Regions from separate parts of the Rattus norvegicus genome. Here region 2 is linked to region 1. A link is a contact called in public Hi-C data. All regions are on one chromosome and are shown on one strand. Each heading gives the region's core, a stretch centred on a gene start, on an enhancer-like site or on the middle of the called end of the contact. The rest is flanking DNA. Distances are from core to core; before and after follow the strand shown. Region 1 holds the start of Phkb (phosphorylase kinase regulatory subunit beta). Region 2 holds the start of Neto2 (neuropilin and tolloid like 2).

Region 1 (7,364 bases), core at 1,580-4,079:
TCCATTACACCCCAGTTAGAACGAACATCATCAAGATTACAAATGACAAAAAAAAAGGGGGGGGGGAACTGTTATAAATTACTAATGGGGGTGTAAACTAATAAAAGCACTTTGGAAATAGGGCTTAAGGACTGTCGAAAACCTAAGAATAAGCATACCATCTGGGCGAGTACCCGGAGGAATTTATACCATATTACAGACATTTGCATATTCATGTATACTACAGCTCAATTTACAATACCTAGCAAATGAACAAAAATCATTTAAAAATCAACCAGTCAGGTCCATTTGACACTTGCAGTTCCCAAGCACTAAGGACAGCTTCTGGTCAAATATCTTGCCACTGTTAGGACTGGGCCTCCACCCTTTGCTTTCCTTGGGTACCGCAAGACATATCCAAAACACAATGGAAACAAGCTAACAGTAACTGAAATGGTGCACACAGTTGAGTCCACCAAAGGGGAAATAAAACAAACCAAAAATACCATATAATAGTGACATTACTCTTGGAAAACAACAAATATAAAATTATCAGTTGACCCTTTGGGGGTCTTATACACTTACCAGACCTTAACAAAGCAGGTGAAGAGAAGGATGCATCAGGTGAGTTGGCCATTTCAAACTGGTGATTCTTATCAAAAGCCTTGCAGGCTAAGCTACACCAATTTTAGAACTGTTTAGTGAAGGTTAGAAGCAATCAGCATTAGATTAATGTTTGAGCAGTTATTAGCATGATGCAATGTGCAAAAGACAATTAAAGACCATTATATCATTTTAGCTTGTCTTTTATGACTCGAGAATTTGATTTCCTTTATTTGGCAAATTAAGTTTGCATACATGAATAGACAGAAACATAACATCCACTTACTAAGAAACATTTAATTAATAGCATCCTTTATTGTTCGGTAAAGTTGTTATGCTACTATGTAACAATGCTTAGAAACCCAAAGAGCAGTCTGTCCCAGAAGCAGATTAATTCATGTTTCAAACAAGACTGTTTCTATATTCTTCTAAAAGTTGTAAACAGAATCCAATTAATTCTCTGTGACAAGCAGGAAGTTAATGATATGGCTCAAGGTTTACCATCTGTATTTTTCAGAGTCAAAAAAACTAGAAACTGCAAGCATAACTACTAATTTTAAAGATTTGCCTCAACTACTATCCTTTTGGTTTTTTTTTTTTTAATCTATCTAAATTTTACTCTTATCATGTAACCATACGGCAACATTTGGATAGTATCTTGGAACCACTGCGGCTGACACTGCATTCAAAAATAGTAAAATAAGACAGAATTTACCCTATTAAGAAATGTAAGGTTTTCAAAGCCTGCTGCTGTAACATGTATTTGAGGAAAACAAAGACTTGAAGGGAAAAACAGACTCTATAGGATTACTAAAAGAACTGCATTGCATGGGGTTGGGGATTTAGCTCAGTGGTAGAGCGCTTGCCTAGGAAGCGCAAGGCCCTGGGTTCGGTCCCCAGCTCCGGAAAAAAAAAAAGAACCAAAAAAAAAAAAAAAAAAAAAAAAGAACTGCATTGCAAAAATACATGCTGGGGGGTGGGGGGTTGTTTAAGTCCCTGGCAGAACCTACTTATTCTCTTTGCCCAGAACAACCTAATAACACTTTCTATAGTCCCACAGAAACATAGTAACCAACTCAATATTTCTATACGACAAAAAAAAAAAAAAAAATACAAGCAACAAATAACTCCAAAACTGTTTCAAAAAAATTGTACTGACTCTAAACTTGAGTCAACTGCTTTTTGAAAATTTCTCTTACTTTTCATGTGATTGTTCCACTACAACCCTAAGTATTAAGTAAATAAACACACACACAAAAATTAAGATTTAGAGCGGAATGAAAATGGTAATACTTTAACAAATACAGTACTTCCTACGATCCTTCCTCAATCTTTGACAAGAGAAAGGTCTTGTTAGAAGATTTCTCATTCCACCACCTCTTGTGTTTAAGGACAAACTTTTTGCTCAAGATTATGTCCAGTTTCAAAAGTGGCCGTTTCAATGCTGGCTATCCGGGGAGTAGTTAACCAGGAGTACTAACTTTTAAAACGCCAGTGTGACTTTGCAATTTGAACAAGTCAGTTCAGGACACTCGGACTGTTGGCATCTCTGACCTCCGTGGTTGGGAACCACAACTGGGAACTAGAGGTGCTGGGACCACTTGGCTGGAGAAGAGGCCAATTTCCTTCTGAACAGTAACTGTGCACTAACTTAACTTGTGGCATAAACAGTCTTCCTCAATTTCTCACACAGAACTAGCTGCAGCTAAAAATTACTGAGGAAAAGTGAAGGGAACATATAAAACATGAGTAGTCGCCAGCTCCTCAGGACCTCGCTAAAAATAAAGGTCTACGTTTTTCAGAGTAAGACAGTTCAGGTTCCAAAGAACTTGTCACTAGATGACTTACTGGGGTAAGTTTATGGAGAAGTCAGCTTGCCACTAACTTTGGAGAGAAAATAACTTAGGAGAGAAACACAGAAGTCTTCTAAACAAGGGAAGTGCAGGGGGTGGGGAACGGGGACCAAGAGGGACAAGACCAGGGCAGCAAGGGACACCTGCTTTATGAAGACAACTTAAGGACACAAGTTGATCCCCAGGATAGATCCCACCTGCCTCCCTCCAGGGGACTTGCAGAAGAGCACCACCCCCTGTACCCAGCAGGAGGAAAGTTGTTGTCACAGGCAGTCAAACCTGAGCGCTTGGCCCGGGCTCGTCGTTCCAAGAGCTTCCAGCTTACTTCAGACATGAGTCCCTCTTCCCCCGCCATTGCACAGTGCCCACCACCCCGGCTGCCAGTCAGCACGGCCGGCCCGGCCCCGCCCCCTCGCGCGACACTGTCGGGAGGCAAGCCAGCCGGAAGTGAGCTCTCTCAGGCAGACGTCGCCCTAACTCCTTGGTCTCTGGGTCGTCGGAGAAACAGCCCCAGGGCAGCGTGAGAATACAACGAGGGGCTGCCCGTAAGCTCGCACCCCGAGTCTTTTCTCGGTCGGCCGGTTGCACGGTGCTTTGCGGCTGCCGTCAAGCGCGGCGGAGGCCGGCCGGGCCGAAGGCGCCATGGCGGCAGGCCTGCTGCCTAGCGCCAGGGCGGTGCTGGCGCTGCTGTTCTTGGGACTCGCGCTGCTGAGCGTTGGGCCTGCTCCGGCACAGGCTCTACACAATGTCACGGCCGAGCTCTTTGGGGGTGAGGCCTGGGGCACCCTGGCGGCCTTCGGTGACCTCAACTCCGACAAACAGACGGACCTCTTCGTGCTGCGGGAAAGTCAGTGCTTGCCGCCCCTCCTTTCTGTTTGCCCCTCCCGGTGTCCCCACGCCCCCTTCTTCCTGTTACCCTCCCTCTAGCATTTCCCACTCTTCTGGCTTTCCCTTTATCTTCAGTACCATGACAGCGTTCCCCTGTGTTTAATCAACCCTGGGTCTTGACCCAGTAACCCCGCGGTTTGACCATCAGCCCAACTCTTAAAAACACATCAACTTCTCTTCTAGAAACCTCTATAAACACCTGCCTGCCAAAATTCTTCCAGATTCCTAAGAACCTTGGTTTCTGGCATCTGTGTTTGCTTTCCCGTCTTTCTTCCAATGTTCCGGCCCCTTGATCAGGAACGATGCAACTTGACAGTTTCTTATGAGAGATGCACTGCCTCTCTCCCATTTACTCAACTCCTCTGCCCTTCCTTTTCTCAGTCTTTAAAGGTACTGTGCCCTCCTAAGGCCCCAAATTCTCCACAACTCACACAAGCACCTGTTGTTAACGACTGATAAATGCAATGCCTCCTTGCCCATACATTCTCGAACTACTGACCTCTCCAGTGTGAGGTGTCTGGACTTTAGTGTACATCTGGCCCTTCCTCATTGCTCCTGTCGTCCCCATCATTTTATCACTGCAGTCTTGCACATCTCTTTTTGACGACTTGCCATTGAAGTTCATTAACCACGTTAAACCTTTTTTTTTAAAAAAAAAAAAATCTGATGCTGACAAAGTCTTCAGTAGGTGTCTATGGACCAAGGCCATGAGCTGAGTGACAACATCCTGACGAGGTCTTCTGAGGGCCCTGTCTGGTTCCTGGGAACCCCTCTAAAGACCTGTATGGTTTTCCCTCTGTTTGAATGAATACCCTTATTGCAAGACTACTCTAAGCCTATAGCTAATTATCCAAACTGGATACAGAGACTCTCCTTAACTTTGAAGATATCCTGTGTTTGGTTAAGCATTTTTGAAAATCTGTCCCAGTGAGCATTAGTTGAATTCCACGGACCCATCCACGTGGAAAACAGAGCTACAGCAAGCAAAGGGGGAAAGTTTGGAGGGCTCTGCTTCTGCTTATCTGTTGAATTATATCCTTGTCACTTGTGAGTAGACATTGTAGTAGGAATTCCTGCATCATTGGTGTGACGATCTGTATAATGAAATATATAGCTTCATATATGGGAGACCTGATTGGTTGTGGAGAACACAAGACTTAAAAGTAGCACAGTATAAATAAGGGAGTGTGTGTGTGTGTGTGTGTGTACGTGTGTCTTCTGTATTGCTGCAGATCAAACCTGGGTTTTGTACTCACAATAGAATAGTATAGTTTAGAGTGTATTCATTATATGGATGGTTGTTTTAAATTATGCTCTCTGCCCCTTAATGGAATCCCATGGGGTTACACTGCCTCGTACAAGTGTGCTTTCCCATACTTTTCTTTTCCCATGTTCCATTTGATTTGGATGAGTGTTCTTGGCAATGCTGTCTGACTAAATTCAAATAAAAACTTTCTTATAGAAACAGTACCTAGGAAGTTTTTAAGCACTGACTATTTTTTTTAAAATCATTTATTTGTTTCTTTTAGGAAATGACTTAATCGTCTTTTTGGCAGATCAGAGTGCACCCTATTTTAAACCCAAGGTAAAGGTGTCCTTGAAGTAAGTATAATATCCTTATTATGTTATGAATGTGCAGTAGCATGGGTTGTATTTGAAGTCAGTCATGTTCAGCTGTGGTTTGTGACACAAAATTCCTAGTTCTGAGGTCTGAGTAATAAACAATTTTTTAAGCCTAAATAAATTAGTTAAACATGGTGAGGATTGGTAAGATGGCACTTACCTCCACGTGTGATCACTAAGCTGGACTCCCAGAAATCTCATGGTGGAAGAAGAAAACTGACTCCAATAAACTGTCCTCTTACCTCCATTTATACACAATGGCGTCATCAGCATGTACTCGCATACATACACATACACACACACACAATACTAACATACAAATAAATAAAATATAATTTTATAAAGGGAAACATTGAAAATGAAATTTAAAAATACCCCCCTTACAAACATAAATTTTGGTGGTCCAGGTCTGTTCTATGTGAACACCCTACAGCCCCTTGCAATCTTATATGCTCTCTTGAATATGCTACGTCTCGTCCTGACTGTTCCTGTGGAAGCAGATCACTCATAGAAATCTCATCGTCTTGAAGGTGTTTTACATGTGAAGGATAGGTCAATGGCCTCTGTCCTCTTTGTTTTCTCTTTGGATCAAATGATGAGTTTTAAATACTGATCTTGACAGAATTGAAATCAAGCTGCTTTATTTAGGCTTTCACTGCTGTGAAGAGACACTGTGACCATGGCCTCTCTTATAAAGGACACACGTAGTTGTGGCTGGCTTACAGTTTTGAAGTTAAGTCCATTATCATCATAGCTGGGAGCATGGCAGCATGCAGGCAGACATGGTGCTGGAGGAGCTGAGAGTTCTACATCTTGATCCCCAGGCATCAGAAGGAATATGTGAGCCACACTGGACATAGCTTTTGCATCAGAGACCTCAAAGCCTGGCCTCACAATGACACACTTCCTCCAACAAGGCCATACCTCCTAATAGTGCCTCTCCCTGTGGGCCAAGCATTCAAACACATGAGTTTATGGGGGGCCATATCTATTTAAACCACTACACAAGCTTTTCAGATTAATTTTTAAAATGTTATTTAAATAGTAGTTCTTATTGTTTTCTTTTTTATGATTGGCAATACATGAAACATTGACCCTAATGATATAAACTATTTTTAATCACTGTTGAGGAGAGGACTCAGCAAAGTATTGTTAAAATGTAGAAATTGCTATTTTAATTTTTTAAGGATTTAAGTCTGTCTATCTGCCTGTCTGTCTGTCTGTTTGCTCTGGAATAACATGTGTTTGTTAGTTGCCTTCTTTTCATGGTGCTGGGAAGCAAACTCCTGTTCTTTGCAAAAGCAGTACATTCTCTTAATCAATGAACCATTTCTTCAATTCTCTGTGTTTTAAAAATAAAAATAATTGTCTTTTTACTTCTGCAGTCTAGTGTTTTCTTTTGGATCCAACCATTTTTAACCCTTGGTATTTATTTCAGTGTTTTAAAATAAATTTTTATACTGTGGTTTTGTATTTATTTTCTTAAATATTTATTTTTCATATGTATGTGTATGTACCTGATTATCTGTATATGTACCACATGCACACAGCTCTCAGAGGTTAGAACAATATTGGCTCCCCCTGAAACTAAAGTTACGGCTGTGAGCCACCTTGTAGGTGCTGGAAAAGGACTCATGTCTTCTGGAAGAGCAGCATGTGCTCCTAATTACTAAACCATCTCTCCAGCCCCACGTTCTTTTTGCTTATGTTTGAGTGATACTGGAGGTCAAACCCAAAGCCTCACCAAAGCTCCCACCGAGCCAGTTCGCGAACATAAACAGATTTTTCTATTGATATAGTTCAGATTTATGGTACTATATAAAGCTACTCTATGTTCTATTCATTATGAATTCTTCTGTAGATCAGAAGGCTCTATATACACAAAAGGTCATTAAATGCAAAAGACATATTACATTAATTCTATTAAATCTTGAGTTTTGAGTTGAAATTATTTTGCATGTTCAAGATGTAATTTTTCTGATATTTTTAAAATTCTTATTTCCGTTAGGAATTTCAGTGCATTGGTAACAAGTGTAGTCCCTGGTGATTATGATGGGGACTCACAAATGGATGTCCTGCTCACATATTTTCCCCAAAATCATAGCAACAATGAATTAGGAGCTGTTATCTTCTGGGGACAAAATCAAACATTAGGTGAGTTTTAAAATCATTACTATTTATTATTAGCTGATATTCTTAATAAAAATGTAATAGTTATTTTTCTTAAAACAATTAAATATTCTGTTCTTGCATACTAGGAAAAAACTTCTTGACAGTTCATTTTTATTTTGCAACATAAACTAGTCCTTTCCAGAAAACAAATTCCATTCTTGATCACTTGAAAAAGAAATACTTTAAGCTTTTAGACTTGTTGGAGTGACTAAAGAATTAACTTCAAGCCTTGTCTGATGGCACTTG
Region 2 (7,364 bases), core at 3,322-5,821, 130 kb after region 1:
ACTGAGTTCTAGAAACAATCCAAGATAACATAAGACTCTGTCTCAATTTTTTTTTTTGTTTTATTTTAATGCTATAGTTAGATATGGTGGTAGATAGAAACCTTGCCTGGCATGCTCAGAGCCCTGGATTCAATTCCCAGAACCACAAAAGAAAGAGAAGGAAAGAGAAGGGAGAGGAGAAGAGAGGAGAGGGGAAAGGAGAGGAGAGGGGAAAGGAGAGGAGAGGAGAGGGGAGGGGAGGGGAGGGGAGGTGAGGGGAGGAGAGGGGAGGGGAGGAGAGGGGAGGAGGGCAGAAAACAGAAAAAGAAAAAAAGAAGAAAGAACACGGTTTCGTATTACCCAGATAAGCAAGTATTTGCATCAGCTAACGACTGTTAGCTTTAAATGGGAAGTAAACAGAGATTTCAAGATGGGATTTTAGCTTTAAAGAGAAGGATACCATGGAGTCAGCAATTTAATTCTAATGAATATAACTGAAGTCTTTCTTAGTCTTTCATAAAGTGAAAATGGTGACCAGAAATCTTTCTGACAATTTGAAGTTTTCCTGATAAAGTAACAAAAAAAAAAATTACTATTGTAGGAGAAAATAGTTCTTAAAAGCTTTTCCAGGGGGTTGGGGATTTAGCTCAGTGGTAGAGCGCTTGCCTAGGAAGCGCAAGGCCCTGGGTTCAGTCCCCAGCTCCGGGAAAAAAAAAAAAAAAAGCTTTTCCTAATTTGCAATTTGATTAAGCAAAGATTTGGAAGCAAGTTTTACTGGTAGTTTTACCAAAAGAACTAGTTTTGTTCCCCTAGCTGTTCTTCAGTGCCGTTAACAGATTCGTGTAGCTTATGATCTGAAGTGTATGCCACCAAGCTGTAAATTTGTATGTTAGAACCATAACATCTCCTATGGCTGTATTTGAGGACAGGGACTCTAAAGAACTATTTATTATTAAATAAGATCATACGGTTATCCCTTAACTAATTAACTGGTGTCCTTATAAGCAGAGACAGAGACAGGAGGAATATAGAATAAAACCCCACCTGGAGGATGAGTCTTGGAGGCAGGAGCATGCCCATGATAAAAGCCAAGCTTTCTAGCCTTTCTCGAAGCCTACCAACCACCTTGACACCCATGGCGTGGGATCTTAGCTACCCAAAGCGTTTTAAAGCATATGTGATTCTCCCCTTCTTTCCCTAAACCTCTTTGTACCATAGCTGTGAAATCTTCTCTCAGTGAGATCCTACATCATTTTAGTTTTTCACCAAATTACATCATTTCAACAGCAGGGCCGTTTGAGACACATGTATTATTAATACAAATAGACTTTCTGTACCTCAGAGTTTGGTAAGTTATGAATCTCTTTGTCTTCCCTAATTGTGTCTCTGTGTCAGTCGGCTTGGTCTGCCACAAAATACTGTAGACTAAGTCGTGGCTTAAACAGTGGCCTGCATTCTCTCACAGAGCTGGAAGCAGGAGTCCCAGATCAAAGCACTGGCCAATTCGGCTTATGAGGATTCTCTTTCTGCCTTGTCCTCACATGGCCTTTCCTTGGTGACAGTGTGATGAGAAAAAGTGTCCCTCCTCTTTCAGGGATCCCCATTTCACCCATTCAGAGTCCTGCCTTTACCACCGCAATCAACCCTCACTATTTATCGAGTTCCCCATCATGAAACACATCCACACTTCAGGTTAGGGTTTTAACTTTTGAGTTTTAGGAAGCATAATCATTCCTTCACTAACTGTCTCTACCATAGCAACCTCCGTTGGCAGACAGTTAATAAGCTGTGAGAACTCCCAAACTACACACAAAGAAACAACAAAATCCACCAAGTACACGAACGTTCAGAGAAAATGCAACCTCCTGAGGGCTGGGTTTATAAGCATTTTCCAACATGACTATTAATTTTTAATGATTCATTAGTAAGTCAGTCATAACATTAGTGAGTTAATGGTATATCCCTCTTTTGTTTGGTTGGGTTTTTGTTTTGTTTTGTTTTGTTTTGTGGTTGCTGTTGGTAGTTTTTTGCTGTTTGTGTGTGTGTGTGTTTGTTTGTTTGTTTGTTTGTTTGTTTGTTTTGCAAGGTCTTTATAGCCTTGGCTGGCCTGAAACTCACTATGTAGACCAGGCTGACCTGAAATCACAGAAATCCACCTGCCTCTGCTGGGATTAAAGGTGTGTTCCACCAAGCACAGCCTTAGACAACACTATTAAAATGTTACATGTGACTCGGTAAAAGGATAGCAAATTCTGACCATCAGAATAATCCTGTGAGAATCTAGATAGACTGTGTATATGTCTAAGACTGGCAGTGATACTGCCAAACCAAGAGTACTCGGGTAATGTGGGAGCAGACTGGCTGCTACTGGATGTTCTTCCCAGGAAATAATAACTCAGTATAGAGAAGACAAATGCTCTCCTTTTGATTTAGCTAACACAGGGCAACAAGGTAGTCTCCCCATCACCTATGTTACTCCGTTCCTTGAAAAATTTACTCCAATTCATCTAAAAGACAGGTGTCTTTTTTTTTTCTTTTTTTTGGAGCTGGGGACCAAACCCAGGGCCTTGTGCTCCATAAGCAAGCGCTCTACCGCTGAGCTAAATCCCCAACCCCAAAAACAGGTGTCTTAAGGCAGAGAGAGGAGAGTCCCAAATTAGTATTCTCAACTGAAGTGTACTCCCAAGCCACCAGACAGAAGTCTTTCGAGATTCTATCAATGATCCTATCAGCATAAACTACAAACCTAAGTGGGTACTAGGCATCTACTTTTTGAATTACCATGGTTTCTCTAATCTATCCCTTTCTACCCCTTCAACTCAACCACCAGATTAATCCTCACAGAACTCCACATTCAAGCAAGTCCAGTCAACCCTCTGAATCGGGACAATTCAGCATCCAAGGGTTCAACCAATGTTGGGACGAGCAAACTTCTCTAAGTATCTGTATTGAATATGTGCAGAGTTTCCCCCACCGTATTCCCTGACCGATACTGTATAGTTGCTATTTACATATTCTTTACCTTGTAGTTAGTCTAGAGGAGGCTGAAAGCCCACAGGAGGATCTCCCCTGGGGAGAAGGCTCAGCGGTTAAGAGCACTGACTGCTCTTCCTATAGGTCCTGAGTTCAATTCCCAGCAACCACATGGTGGCTCACAACCATCTGTAATGGGATCTGATGTCCTCTTCAGGTGTGTCTGAAGACAGCAACAGTATACTCATATATATATGAGTACATATATATATATATATATATATATATATATATATATATATGGAGAGATGAGTGCATGCCCCCATTATCTTTAATAATTACTGATAATAACAGTTGTCCCAAATTCAGTGTCCAATCGTATCTACATCCCTCCATTGCCTTCCAAACCTTTCCCATCCTCTTTCTCCCCCTTCTCACGGAGCATTCTCTGATGACATCATACAGGCTGATTTTGTTTTCCTCGGTCAACAACTATGGATTGTTGATCTAGAACCTCAAAGGGCTTACCAATTTCTTTATCCACTATTGGTCAGGACTTAGCCTGAATTATTACTTGCCTCATTCTAAAATGCCTCATTCATTAGTTCTTGTGTGCAATTTTAATTTAACTGCAGGTGATCGTCTTGGAAACCCCAAATCACATATCTTTCATAACCACTGAAAGCACACAGCAAACGGCTAAACAACTTTATGCTAATTGATGTTAATTCTTTTATTTATAAACCTGTGAATTACTTATACTTCTGTGCCTTTCTTGGCGCGATCCAAGCAAAGAAAGAACGTGACACCCTTGAAATATTTTGTTCAGTTGTTGGACATTCTAACTTAGCTATAATTTGCTAGATAAACATTTATATATCAGATCTATGACGGTAGGGTCTTAATATGGCTAGTCCCCCCCAACACCAGTCATTGTTATATGTACATAACTCAAACCAATAAATATACGATGTGTGAAATACTGACTGTAGCCCGGCTGCATTCAAGTCCTTTCTATTTTAACAGGATGGAGCTTAGGAAGCTCTGGCAGCAAGGCGATTTCAAAGCACAAGTGCTGAAGGAAAACTGATGATGCACAAACTATACAGTTGTTAAGACTCGTGGAATTCCTTTGCACTGTTGTTCAGCAGTCCATCTGTAGGGCTGTGCTTAGGGGTGGCCTTGGGGAGACCCACGCTTTGGATTCAGTCGCGCCTCTCGCCTTTGCAGCTAGGACAAAGTTTCACTTCTCTGGCTGGCGTGGAGCTCCCAGCCCACTGTGGTGGGGACTAGAAGAGATGATTCCTCAAGCAGCGCTGTGCCTGGCAACTGTTGGGGAAGATTCAGTAAGCGCAGCCCTTACTGCTGGCCCGGTGGGATCTCCCCTCCACCGAGATCAGCGAGGCTGAGCAGACGTTTTCAAGCAACTGAGCTCGAGTTGCTCCGAGCGGGGAGCTGGAAAGACAGAAGCGGGGGCCCCCGAGGCTTCGAGAAGACCCCGGCAGGGAGGGGTCGGCTGCGCGCGAGGTCCGCCGGGCGAGTGGCGGGCGGGGCACGCGGGCGGGCGGGGCTGCGCGTGCGCAGTGGCCCCGCGGCCGGCACGCGGCGCTGCGCTCGCTGCTTAAATGAGCCGGGGCTCCCGGCGCGCGCCACTTCAAGGGAGCCCGCCGCAGGAGCGGCCACCGCCGGCTTTCCTCAGCGCGCCGGGAGGCGGCGGCCGTCGGGGACCGGACGCGGCGAGCTGAGGCGCTGCGCTCGCTGCAGGGGAGCGGCGGCGGCCGGCGATGGGGACCGAACGGAGCTACCGTGCCGGGCCGTGACCGCCGCGCCGCCGCCGCCTCGGGCGCTCTCGGAGCGCCGACGCTGAGGAACATGGCCCTGGAGCAGCTCTGCGCGGTCCTCAAAGGTAAGCGCGGGTGCGGATAGCGCCCCCTTGCGGGCCAGGCCACGCTCCGCTCCGCCGCCGCCTTCGCGCCCTTTGTCTGGTCCAGGCCGCCGGTCGCCGCCGCCGCGAGCCCGCTCTAAGGAGAGCGGAGGCCGGGGGACGCCGGCGACCCCGCGCCTTGCAAAGTGTGCGAGGCGAAGCCCGTGGCCCCCGGTTGCCGCCTCGGAAAGTGATTGCACACCGACCACAAAGCCCCAACTCCGACGCGCCGCAGCGGCTTCCGTGAAGCCCCGCGACGCCCGTGGGTCCCACCTGCTGCGGCCGGGAGGCTGCGGCACCACTGCGGGCTCCGGGCTGCGCGGCGGCCCGCACGCGCCCCAGGCGCCCCGCACCGCCTTCCCGGGATCGCCGAATCCTGCTGCCTTGTGGGTCCTGTGCGGAGGATGCACCGGTCGGTAGCGGCCGGCGAACCGACAGCACCGAGCTCCTAAAGCTACTCAGAGGCCAAGTCTCCGCGGAGGTCCAGTTCCAGATAAATATTTCTAGATGGTTTACATAGAGAGGCAAAGTTTATTCCAGAACTCGTCCTGGATTGATCCTTTCATAGATCTCAGGGAAAAAAGCACCGCCATTCAGTAAATGACTTCCTTTTCCCCTAATGATTTAATTGCAAATGAATAGTATCTGAATGGTTTTTTTTAAACCTCTTATATTGAGAATGACCGTTAGACAGTGTTAATGCTGGCACTAGCTCTGAATCAATATTTGCACAATTACAAATGTTGATGTTTTCCTAGTCTGTGTTAATAGCTTATTTTCAAATTTGTTTTATTAGAAAGTTCAGTGGAACTTTTCGTTGTTCTTGAGCTAATGACGTTTTAGACAAACTTCATAATTGGACAGATATTCATAAATTACTAATTGACGTTACAGCCATTTAATTTAAATATTTACCAATCCAACTATATGTATATCAATACTTGTATGTTCAAATTGTGCCAAGATAGCCAATAACCTTCTAGCCAGTGAAGATTTCAGTTAATCCCTAAATTCTTAATAATTCTTTTATTATATAAAAACAAATCCAAAATTCTGTAGTTACTTGTAACTCCTGATTTATATAGTTATTTCCTTGGAAATTAATATCTCGTTTCACTCTTTAATAATAAGTGAACCACATCCACAAATGGATTTCTGCTGCTTAGAGGAATTTTCTTTATTCTGGTTATGAACGCACCTTAGCGGGGTTGCCATCCTCATAATGACACGTCCATATGAGAGTAGTGTCCCGCAACAATCAGTTGGATCCGTTACACAGCTTTACCAGCAGAACTCAAGGGAAACTGAACTGGGGAAGGCAATCTTCTTAGGTACTCAAGGAATTGCAGCTCGGTGCCTTTTCAGTGGGTACACACTGCCCTCTCTGGCCAAGGTGGGTTATTGCGCCTCTCCAGAAAAGATTCCGTGATGACGACTAACTCCAGTGAAAACAGTGTAGTATCTGGCTTTTATTATTTTACTTCAAATATTATTCAACCTGAACTATTTTTACATGCTGAAGTATTTCTACGGCTCGAGATAAATCGTGAAGTTATGGGCTTGCTAGGAAGAGAACAATCTTAATTCTTCTATACTGTGCTTTGTACGCATGAGAATTTGGTATAGTGAGACTAAAAGAAAAAAAAAAAAGATTGAACCTGAGAAGGCATTCTGGAGGTTGAAAGAAAAAAGGATAGCCTTGGTTTTACTGCACATATTGAATCATTTGCTTTTCAAATCAAATGCATATATTTCCTATATAAAACAATATTATTAAAAATGTTCCTTAAGGGGTTGGGGATTTAGCTCAGTGGTAGAGCGCTTGCCTAGCAACGGCAAGGCCCTGGGTTCGGTCCCCAGCTCCGAAAAAAAAAAAAATGTTCCTTAAGACAACTACGCTTTTTCAGTGCTTCTATTTATTTGTGTTCCAAGGCTTGAAAAAACATCCTTCAAGTGTCTTATAAGGGAATTTTTCCACATCAAGAGGATCTTCTCTTGAGTAGCCATTTAATACTTGTATAATTACAGATGCTACTTACTCAAATCCTTGTTTTAAAATATAATGGTCAGTTTCCAGTTAAATACCAGAAATGACTGTGAGGTTTTGAGTGGAAAGTAATGTTTTAAATGATGGTTTTGTGTGTGTGTGTGTGTGCGTGTGTGTGTGTGTGTGTGTGTGTGTGTGTGTGTGTGGTGTGAGAGAGAGAGAGAGAGAGAGAGAGAGAGAGAGAGAGAGAGCGCGCACACATGCAACAGCATACATGTGGAGGTCAAAACATGGAAGGTTGGTCTTGGGGATTGAACTCAGATTGTCAGATTTGACAGCAAATGTATTTATCAACTAAGACATCTTGCCAGCCCCTAATTGTACTTTTTAAAGATGCCACTGTTCTTTGTCGACTTTGCAGCAAGTAGGACAAGTGCGTCATTCTGTTAGGTTATTCAAGTCTTTCTAATAGTAGTGAACATGTATACCTCACTCCTGCTA

Evidence for each region. A called contact is a pair of places that touch in the nucleus more often than the background predicts.
Region 2: a Hi-C map of Schwann cells shows a contact between it and region 1, with 6 times the contacts expected there. The contact joins the promoter of Neto2 here to the promoter of Phkb in region 1. A contact is called at or near these places in 2 of 12 Hi-C or Micro-C datasets (Schwann cells and mammary epithelial cells) and 1 of 1 datasets of contacts at active chromatin or transcription factors (oligodendrocytes).

The regions. Positions count from the first base shown.
Region 1 is chr19:37,381,048-37,388,411 of GRCr8, forward strand. Phkb (phosphorylase kinase regulatory subunit beta) reads right to left here and starts at 2,830. Exons shown (of 31, transcript NM_001414932.1): 1 at 2,715-2,830. The coding sequence starts at 2,790. It overlaps Itfg1 (integrin alpha FG-GAP repeat containing 1), which reads left to right and starts at 2,935. Exons shown (of 18, transcript NM_133557.2): 1 at 2,935-3,282; 2 at 4,853-4,925; 3 at 6,955-7,100. The coding sequence starts at 3,078.
Region 2 is chr19:37,512,984-37,520,347 of GRCr8, forward strand. It overlaps Neto2 (neuropilin and tolloid like 2), which reads left to right and starts at 4,572. Exons shown (of 9, transcript NM_001107417.3): 1 at 4,572-4,858. The coding sequence starts at 4,825.